Regions from separate parts of the Cyprinus carpio genome. Here region 2 is linked to region 1. The links are chromatin contacts, called in public Hi-C maps. All regions are on one chromosome and are shown on one strand. Each heading gives the region's core, a stretch centred on a gene start, on an enhancer-like site or on the middle of the called end of the contact. The rest is flanking DNA. Distances are from core to core; before and after follow the strand shown.

The links. Hi-C and Micro-C count contacts between places; a contact is called where the count stands out from the background.
Region 2: a Hi-C map of liver shows a contact between it and region 1, with 4 times the contacts expected there. The contact joins the promoter of LOC109066356 here to the enhancer-like site in region 1. A contact is called at or near these places in 2 of 8 Hi-C or Micro-C datasets (liver and skeletal muscle).

The regions. Positions count from the first base shown.
Region 1 is chrA22:1,476,496-1,481,784 of ASM1834038v1, reverse strand. It overlaps the pseudogene LOC109047470. Among protein-coding and RNA genes, the nearest start is that of LOC109047695, 8.7 kb to the left of the region's middle. Within about 2 kb of position 3,309, at least 7 of the 8 cell types and tissues checked have an H3K27ac peak or open chromatin away from gene starts, as enhancers often do. A contact at or near this core is called in liver and skeletal muscle, where this site is marked.
Region 2 is chrA22:1,546,955-1,552,243 of ASM1834038v1, reverse strand. LOC109066356 (lamin-B2-like) reads left to right here and starts at 2,302. Exons shown (of 12, transcript XM_042711629.1): 1 at 2,302-2,693; 2 at 4,484-4,620. The coding sequence starts at 2,490. LOC109066371 (60S ribosomal protein L36-like) reads right to left here and starts at 450. Exons shown (of 4, transcript XM_019083399.2): 1 at 304-450.

The DNA.
Region 1 (5,289 bases), core at 2,060-4,559:
ATACAATACCTTAGATTATATATTAAATTATATAAAAAAAAAGTTTATAACTTACAGTTCTTTAGTTTATATCTTAGATTATATATTAATTTATTTTAATAAAAAGCAGCAATTACCTTTTTTTATTCTGTGGCACAAAAAAATAGAATTGCGAGATAAAATTATTTTGTTTATATCTCACAATTGTTTTTTTTTTTACTTCTGTCATGGAATAAAAAATAGTGTAATTGCGACTTTCTGTCTCGTAATTGAGTTAATATCTCACAATTTTTTTTTTTCTCAAAATTGCGAGTTTAAATCTCATAATTCTTTCGTTTCTATCTCACAGTTCTTCCTTTTTACTCAGAATTGTGAGATATAAACTCACAGTTGCAAGGAACAAAGTCTAAATTGTGAGATAAAAAGTCGCAGTTAACATTTTTATGTTTCATAAACCGCCGTGTTTCGTCTTGCTCCGGTTCTGAATGTTTTGAGCGTGTGGTTTCGGCAGTATCTGCTGTCTTTTCTCCAGCAGCTTTGATGCACTTTTAACTCGACCGGATTCTGCACTTATGGCCAGAACGCTTTCAGATTCAGTGCCGCTTTTATGGCTCTAAACCATCCGTCCGAGAATCAACCAAAGCGAGATAAAGCGGTGTTAACGCTGCTCTCGTGTCATTTTATCATTCTATATGTGATCCAAATATAAAACATGAAACATAACTTCTATCATATTGACGTGAGGTGAACACGCGTACCTGTATTTGTATCGTGTCATCAGTAGTGGGTAGAAGCCACAAGGTTGAAAGTGTGACAATCAAGTAGCGTTTTATTTTTTCATGTTTCAATATCCCTGAAAAATATGGACTCGATGTTCTGTACAGCTTTTCATAAAAACAAATAAATATTTACCATTAAAACTCATCTGTCGTTTGAAATGCATTCAGAAGTATTGTGTTTTAATAAAGCAGTGTCATTTTAGTACCATTGCTATATTAGCTCAGTATTTATTCATATTTTGGATGTATTTATTTATTTAGAATTTCCCTCTTCATTTTAATTTTTAAAGCTGTGGTTTTTTTATATATTTACTATCTTATTATTTGTTAATATTTTGAATTTTTTTTTTTTTTAGTTTTAGTTTTAAAGTTTTTGTCTTTTTGAATTGTCTACTCTCTTAGTATTTATTAATATTTTTAATTAAATTTATTTTTTATTTTAGTTGTAAAGTTTTAAAATAAGTAGTTTTTTAAATGCATCTTCTAATCTTTGTTTATTATAATTTTTAATATACATGCATGTTATTTTTTCGGTCTGAATCAGGAGAGATATTTTAATTTTAGTTTTAAAGTTTTAGTAATTTCTATTTGTTTTGTTAAAAACCTAAATTAAAAAAAAATTTTAAACCATTCCAAATTCAACTGCAACAACTAAAATAACAAAAATAAATTAATTTTACTGCATCAACTAAAATAATAAAAATAAATTTTAAGCATATATATGCAGTTAAATTACTTTAAATTTTTATTATTAAAAAATAAGTTTTGGTATGACTAAAAATAGCTATTTAAAAAATGCTAATATTTAAAGAACAAAGTGTAAAAAAAAATGTTTAGCCTTGGGGTTTACATTTTTTTATATTTATTAAATTAAATATTCGATTATTTTCAATATTATCCATGCTGTTTTATTTAAAAGAAGAAAGGATAAGACTTAAAATAAAAAATTAAATCACACGAGTACCATAGAAGACAACATGTAGCAGCAAATGCATAGATTTAATGTTCATCATCATCACACTTCAACAGAAGCCCCATGATGCACCAGTTCTCCACGTGTTTTTATTCTGAATCAGTCCGTTCCAGTGTTTCCGATCCTCTAAACCTCCTCATCGGACTGCCCTTCATCCCAGCTGCACGTCTCTCGCACGAACAGCTCGTCCATCTGGGCCTTCCTGCGCTCCAGCTCTTCATCGCTCACTTTATTCAGGTCCTCCTTGGAAAAATGTAGCATTGCATCACTTGCTCACCAACACGGTGAATGGGTGCCGTCAGAATGAAAGCATCAGAATAATCACAAATCCAGCATTAAGACGTAAAATACGAGTCTATGTCTATAATCCATAATAAAATACACTTCCTCCAGTGAAAAAGTGTTCTGGTGTGAATCAGGAGATAAATCTGCACATATCAAACAATGTATAAAAAACTCTAAACATAGTTAAAAACGTCTTAATGCTGGATTTGTTTCAGCTGTAGTTTTCTCCAGATGTTAATTGATGGACTGGAGTGCTGTGCAATAATTCTTTTGTCTTCTCCAGATGTGAACTGAGTGCTGTGGATTATTCTGATGTTTTCATTCTGACGGCACCCATTCACTAAGTTGGTGAGCAAGTGATGCAACGCTACATTTCTCCGAATCTGACGAAGAAAACTGAATGGTACTTTGTTTAAAAAAAAACTATTTTCCGTCCGTCATTAAATAAATTAATTTTATAAAAAATAAAAACTGAATGGTACTTTGTTTAAAAAAAGACTATTTTGTGTCCGTCTGTTATTACAGTATTTTATTTTATAATATATATATGTGTGTGTGTGTGTGTGTGTGCAATTTTGATAAATGCAATTATTATGCTACGATGATCCTAAAAATCACCTTAATATTATTAATGCAAAATATAATTTCTTATTTTAAAAAATCCCATTTATTATTGTTATTATTTTATAGAAATAATTAACCAGTGTCTTAAGACAATTATTGTTAATTTATTCTGACATTATTTCCATGAGAATTGATCGTAACGTAATAATAAAATATAATTTCTTGTTAATTTTTATTGTCATGATGATTAAATATAAAACTGCGGAAATGATTAAAAAAAAAGTTTATTATATTTCACCGTTAATATTCATTTAGTTATCTTCATCCTGATATATATATATATATATATATATATATATATATATATATATATATATATATATATATATATTTATTTATATATATATATATATAATTAAAATATATATGTGTGTGCGCAAGTATTCAATTCCAAACGATCAAATATATATAAAATATAAATCTTTAAAAAAGTTATAATCCTTCATATTAATGCATTAATGTTTATATAATAAATACAGTTAATAATATATACTTCTTAAAAGCACTATATGACTTACATTATATTAGTAACTATAAGTAACTTGTTAATAGCAAATTGAATTCGCCAGACTTTTATTTTGTCGGTCGTTTCCCCAGCATCCCGTCGCACCGGAAGCAGTCGCTGGCTGTTCGCTGCAAGCGAGGGCAGACAGAGACGCTGCTGGGCGCCTCCCCTTCCTCAAACCAGCACAAAAACCCCCCAAACGCAGCGCTAGCGGCGCAGAAACCTTCCTCCTCCCGGACACAGCGGCTGAAGTCTGCGGTGAGTTTCACAGGTGAGCCGCGACACAACCCGAGACCCCCGGCCGCGTCCCGAAACCTAGTGTGCTGCCTACCTAGACAGCAGCCGCGAGCGCTTGAGTGCTGTCCGTCACGCTGGCTGTGTAGGGCGCTCACTAGGGCTCGTCTGTGTGCTTGTAGCAGCTTTGAGCTTTCTCTGTGTGTGTAGAAGACCGAAACAACAGAAACGCGTCACTAAAATAATAATTAACCGCTGACCATTAATTAAGAGGAAATCTGTCCCTGGATTGTAATTAAAGAGTTAATTATTAGGGGTTGAAAATATATTCTGCGTAAATTAAGTGAAATAAACTATTATTTATTATTATCATAGTAGTTTTAAGGTCATTTTATTTTTAGGACAATTATTATTAATTTATTCTGACATTATTTTAAGATGATTAAGCATAAGATTGTTATGATGGTCGTAAAATCATCTGAATATCCTTTATGCAAAATATAATTATTTTTAAAAAATTCCCATTACTGTTAATTTATTATTTAATTGTAATAGTTTTTATTCTTTATTTTATGATAATTTTTATTACCTTATTCTGACACTTTTTCGCGATGATTAAGCATAAAAATCCTAAAAATCACCTTAATATTATTAATACAAAATATAATTTCTTATTTAAAAAAAATCACATTTATTATTGTTATTATTATTATTATTTTAAAGTAATAATTAACTAGTATCTTAGGACAATTATTGTTAATTTTTTCTGACATTATTTCCATGAGAATTGATCGTAACGTAATAATAAAATATAATTTCTTGCCAAATATAATTTCTTATTAATTTTTATTGTCATGATAAATATAAAACTGCGGAAAGTAAAAAAAAAATATATATATTTTTTTTACCATTAATGTTCATTCAGTTATCTTCATTCTGATTAAATATAAAATTGCAATTATGCAAAATATAAAGTTTTGGGTTTTATTTATTTTATTTATTTGTCATCATTCACTGAAACCCAAACTAAACTAAAACCATTAAAAAAAAATCTTGGTATAAAATAAATGTAAAAAAAACATATTTTGTATTTAACTGCAATGTTATACTTGATTATCACAATAATTATAATGTGCATAATTGCAGTTTCACACAGAATTATGATGAAGAGTAACTAAACTGAGGAGTAGAGTCGAGAGCCTGCTGCAGATGTGTTTGTGTTTGTTGCTGATGCTGTTCGTCTCCGTTCTGCTTCCCTTCTGCTCCTGCAGCTCTAACTCCTCCTTTTCTTTATCTCCTCCTGCAAACCCACTCCTCCTTTCTGTCCTTTCTCCTCGTCCCGGACCATGTGTGATAATGGGGATCTGGAGGACAAGCCGCCCGCGCCCCCCGTCAGGATGAGCAGCACCATCTTCAGCAGCGGGAAGGACACGCTGGCTGTCAATCACAGCTCCAAGCCCCTCCCCTCGGTGCCTGAGGAGCGCAAGCGCAACAAGATCATCTCCATCTTCTCCGGAGCCGAGAAGAGTACGTACACACTTACACACACACACACACACACACACACACACACACACACACACACACACTCACACACAAACACACACTCTCTCACACACACAAATTACACACTCACACACACACACACACACACACACACACACACACACACTCACGCGCTCACACACACACACACACACACTCACGCACTCACACACACACACACACTACACACACAACACACACCCCCCCACAAAAAAACACACACACTCACACTCTCACACACGCTCTCACACACACACACTCACACACACACACACACACACACACAAACTCTCACTCACACACACAGACACACACACTCAGACACACACAGCATCACACACACACACACACACACACTCACACAC
Region 2 (5,289 bases), core at 1,053-3,552, 71 kb before region 1:
TCATGTGTTCTGAGGATGCCTACTGGACAGCTTAAAATCATCAAATAACAATATTCCACACTAACAGCGAATAAATGCACATTTTGGAGCGTTTTCGCTTTGTTTATCATGAGGGAATCGCGACTGCTTGGCGCGAGATTCTCAAACATCGAGCAAACCTCGCGCTTTGGCTTCGCAATAGCTGCTGGGAATCGCGCGTTGTGGTTTATATTTTTAAAAGCGAGCGATTCTGTGAGGATTTGGGGCGCGATGGATCAGATATCAAGGAGATTTTATCACTCGTGATTCTCCGGAGATTCATACCTGCGCTCTGCTGCTAATGGCGTCCAAACCGGAAGGACCGCTCCGAGGCGGAAGCTGGTCTTTCACACGCGACGGCAAGACGAGCGTTCGCGGGAAAAATAAGTGGCGCCGCCTAGAAGAGAATCAACGATCTTTTATAGCTTCGTTTTTACAAACACAACATCTTGAGAGATTACTTTAAAGTTATGATTTTAAAAATAATTTTATTCTAATAATAATAGAACCATTCGATTTCTATTATTTTTGTTGGACGTTTCCAAATGTTATTAGCATTAGAATTCTTAAAATAATATTTTAAAAACGTTTTATTAGATTTTAAACGCCTTTAAGTGTCTTATCGAGTCTATTTCCTCGGTGGTTTTTGTAGTATTGCTGTAGTATTTTTTATTTTATTTTTTGTTTCAAATCGCACTGAAGTTTAAAAACCAGTGCGTGAATTATGAGCCACAAACAAAAGAAAAAAAAAACAAAAAAAAAAAAAAACTATAATATATATATATATTATATATATATATATATATATATATATAGATATATATATATATATATTATATATATACATATACGTATATTATATATTGTAATATGTTGTCTATATGGTGTGTATATCTATGTGTTATTATGTATATAGTGTGGTAATATATATATATGTATATATATATATGTGTAATATTATGTGTGTGTGTATATGTGTGTATGTATCTATATATATATATATGTGTGTATATATATGTATTATATAATATATATATGTATATATATAATATTTGTAATATATAGATATATATATATATATATATATGTATGTATATATATATAATGTATGTGTATATAGGTATGTGTATGTGGTGTGTATATATATATATATATCTATGTGTGTATGTATGTGTGTATCCGCTATAATGTGTGTATATATATATATATTATGTGTGTGTGTGTGTGTATGTATGTATATATATATGTGTGTGTGAATTTTATTTATAAAGCACTTTACATTTAAAAAAAATCTCAAAGTGCTACAGTAAGGCATAATAAAACAAGGCAATTTAAACTAAACAATGATTTTAACATTATATATGTGTATATGGTGCGATTTGCCGGGGGGGATGGGGGGGATTTCCCCCCCTCTGGTCTATGCATCCCTGCCTACTTTTATCCCTTTTTACCCCCGGTGGGATGAATAAAAACATCATGCAAACCTGCTCTGACGTCCCGATCTGAATCAAATGATTCTGCGATACGCCGATCCGATTGGAGAGCTTCGAAACAGTGATTCATTTTGCGACGCAATGGTTTAACTGATTCGAAGTTTCAAAAAGCTCCGTTGTGTTCTTTGCTCGCTTTCTCTATGTAATTTGTTGTTTGAATAACCGTGGACATTAAATCATTACAATTAATAGGCCTAACGTAGGCTTACAATGTTTTTATTAAACTGAGATCACACTAAATACAATTTCCGTTAAAAAAAAAAATTCATTTCATAAAAATTTTTCAAAAGCAATCCCCCCCTCTTTTTTTTTCACAAATCGCACCCTATATATATATATATATATATACATAAAATGAAAAACCACAAAAAAAAAAAATAAAGAATAAAAAAAAAATATAAAAATAAATAAATAAAAAATATTTTCTATATTATAACATATATATATAATATATATATTATAGATATATATATATATAAATGAAGTCGCATATATATATATATATAAAATATTTTCCACCTCGTTGTTCGTGAATTATAAGCAACACACAAATGTAAAAATATGGATAAAACTCAAAAACTATGAAAAAACACAAAATGAAGTCGCTAAAGCTGTTCGAAAATCTAAACAGTAATAATATGATATATTAAAATAAAAAAATAATGACAGTAATGAAAAAAATAATTATTTTGGAGTTTCGGACTACAACTCCCATGACCACTTCGGCTGAATTTCGCCGCTTTATTGACGCTCCCGCCATCCACTTTTAACATCCTACGTTCCACATACAAGAGACAGCCCACCAGCACTCGGACTACAAAACACGGATTCATTCAAAAACTCCTTAAACAAAAACTTCCAAACGCCACCGGAAACCCGTTCCAAGTGCGACTCGGAGGCCGCTGCGTACACCGGGTCGAAGTGGAACTCTGGAGGAGTGTTTATTTGAGCTGAAGTGGGTCTGTAGCGTGAAGCGATATGGCGACCGCAACCCCGAGCCGCGCGACGGCCGCCCAAACACCGCTGAGCCCCGCGCGGATCTCGCGCCTGCAGGAGAAAGAGGAGCTGAGCGCGCTCAACGACCGCCTGGCCGTCTACATCGACCGCGTGCGCTCGCTGGAGCTCGAGAACGACCGGCTGCTCGTCAAAGTGTCCGAGAAGGAGGAAGTAACTACCAGAGAGGTGCAGAGCCGTTCCTTTGTGCTGCTTTTACGAGCGATAAACCCGCGTGCGCGTGCGGTCTCCACGTTTCCCTCAAATTCAGTGCTTTTAGTGTGCATTAAATCTATAAAACTTAACAGTGTGTTGAGAGAGGGCACAGCATTTGAAAAGCCGCGCTAGGAAGTTATGCATTTTGACACAATCAAGCCTGTGCACTGAAAACTGTATTTTGCACATACAAATCTATACACTGCATGTAAAAGCAAATGTGTGCGAGCTCTATAAAATGTACTCAGGGAGTGGGGCTAGTAATGCGTCTGATTTGTGCGTTTTATTTGTGTTTATGCATGAGTTGATCTCTTAGTTATGCGTGTATTTGTTCAAAAGCACGTTAAAAGTGTGCGTTTGCATGTTGTCCCGGACTCCTGGCGTGTTTGGGCGTTTTCCTCAAAGTTTTGGGAGTGGCCAAATGCACTTTTCAAATTTGAATCTGATCTGTTATTGTTTTGAATGGTGACCACATCAGACTGCACCCCTCACAAATCAGAAATACAAAAAGAAATGGTTTGAATGCAGTTCAACGTCTTGCTTTGTGCTAAAAACAGCATTCTGTTCAGTGATTTCCACTCAAACTGAGTTTATTTACAAGTAATGTCTGATAGAAGTTGCTTAACCCTTTAACTGTCACCCCACGTTTTTTAAAATAGGCATTAAAGTGCACCATCCATACTTAAATTGGTGTAATTTATGAACACTTTGTAATATAGACCTAAAGTTGGTCTCTTTTTAAAGAAGAAAATTAGCAGAAAAAGTGGAATTTTTTTTTTCAAAAAATTTAAAGTATCAAAAAGTTATAGAAGTTTAAATATCCTGTATATTTTATTTATTATAAAATATTTTACATAACAGGTTTTACTCTAAAATTGGTGTAAAATTAAAGCCTTGTGTCTAAATAAGTTGTGTTCCAAATTTGAAGTTGATATGAAAATACTTGATGTTCCTGTGAGGTTTTATTTATTTAAATGTCTTTCAGTGCCTTATCACGTCTATTTTTCCTTGTTTGTTTTTGTAGTACTGGTGTAGTATTTTTAAGTAATTTATTTATTAAGCACCAACAAAAAAAAAACAACAAAAACAAAAAACCTACAACAAAAAAACAACCAAAAAAATAAAACAAAAAAAATATGGACAACACAAAACCTACCTGTAGGTTATAACCAAAAAAAGCATAGAATAAATATAATATAGAAAATAATTATCTTGTTGTTCGTGAATTATAAGCCACACACACACAATTAAAAAACATCGAAAAAAAATAATAAAAAAAATACACAAAAACTATTATAAACAAATAATAATAATAAATTCACAATTATTATTATCGTTTTTTTTTTTTCATCATGGAAATGGGTTACTATATATATTTTGTTGTTTGTTTTCACTTTCATTTAAAGTTTTAGTAATTTGTTGCGATTTATTTTCATTTTTAATGTTTATATTGTATTCTTTATTATTTAGTTTTTCAACTTAAACTGAATTAAAATTATAGTATAGCATTTTCTAAACGTTTTTAATTTTAGTTTATTTAGTTTTATTTTAGCGCTTCAACTTAATTTAAATAAAAATGTGAAGTGTTAAATAAAAACGAGTGCGTTTCTTACTTTTATAAAACAAACTTAAAATAACGTTTTTAAAAACTTCCATTTCAGTTCATGTTTATTTTGTTTCAATTGTTTTATTTATCGAGAGTACCTCTGGTTCGAGGCTCGACAGTGTGTCGATCTCTGACTGATGGTGTGTTTTTCGGTCAGGTGTCTGGGATCAAGTCTCTTTACGAAGCCGAGCTCGCGGACGCACGGCGAGCGCTCGACGGAACGGCGCGTGAAAGAGCCAAACTTCAGATCGATCTGGGAAAAGCCAACTCTGACCTCGACGAGGTCACCCGCAAGTGAGTATTCCTTATTCCCCTTGTTTAATTCCCGTTAATCTGGTCCTTGATTCTGATTGGCTGAGCCGCGTTCGAAGCTGTTGTAAATCACTCTATAAACACACACCTTTGTTTATGTTTGTGTGTTGCTCGGCAACCACTTTCTCGGAACCCCAACTGTTTCTGAGGAACTACTTTGTTTGGTGGAAGAATACTGTTTTTATTAATATCATTACACTTTATTTGCTAAGTTTTATTTTGTAAAACCTTACTACGTATATGGAATAACCGTTTTATAAAAGCAGTAACCCCCGTGAACTGTTCACTGTAAACCACGGCTTCTTGGGGCTTATTGCTTTAGTTTAATTACCCATAAGGTCTTTAACATAAGTTGGGCTTAACTAACCTGGTTTAAATCTGCTGCTTTAAATGATGCGACCAGAACAGCCTGCATTTGCGTCAGACGTCGTGTTTGGTTGATCTCGTTGCTAACGAGCGCAAGTAAACAGGAAGTGTCTGTTGCTACGTGCCTGACTGTGGGCGACTGGTTGAACCGCAGCAGTGTGTAACAACCTGCATTTGTCACGCAGATTTCACCAGTTTTTAGGGGAGTTTTTTTTTTTTTATTATTCGTACAGTGTTGAGAATCTCAATTACGTCGTATGAGATGTTAGCAAAGCTTGTGTTGTA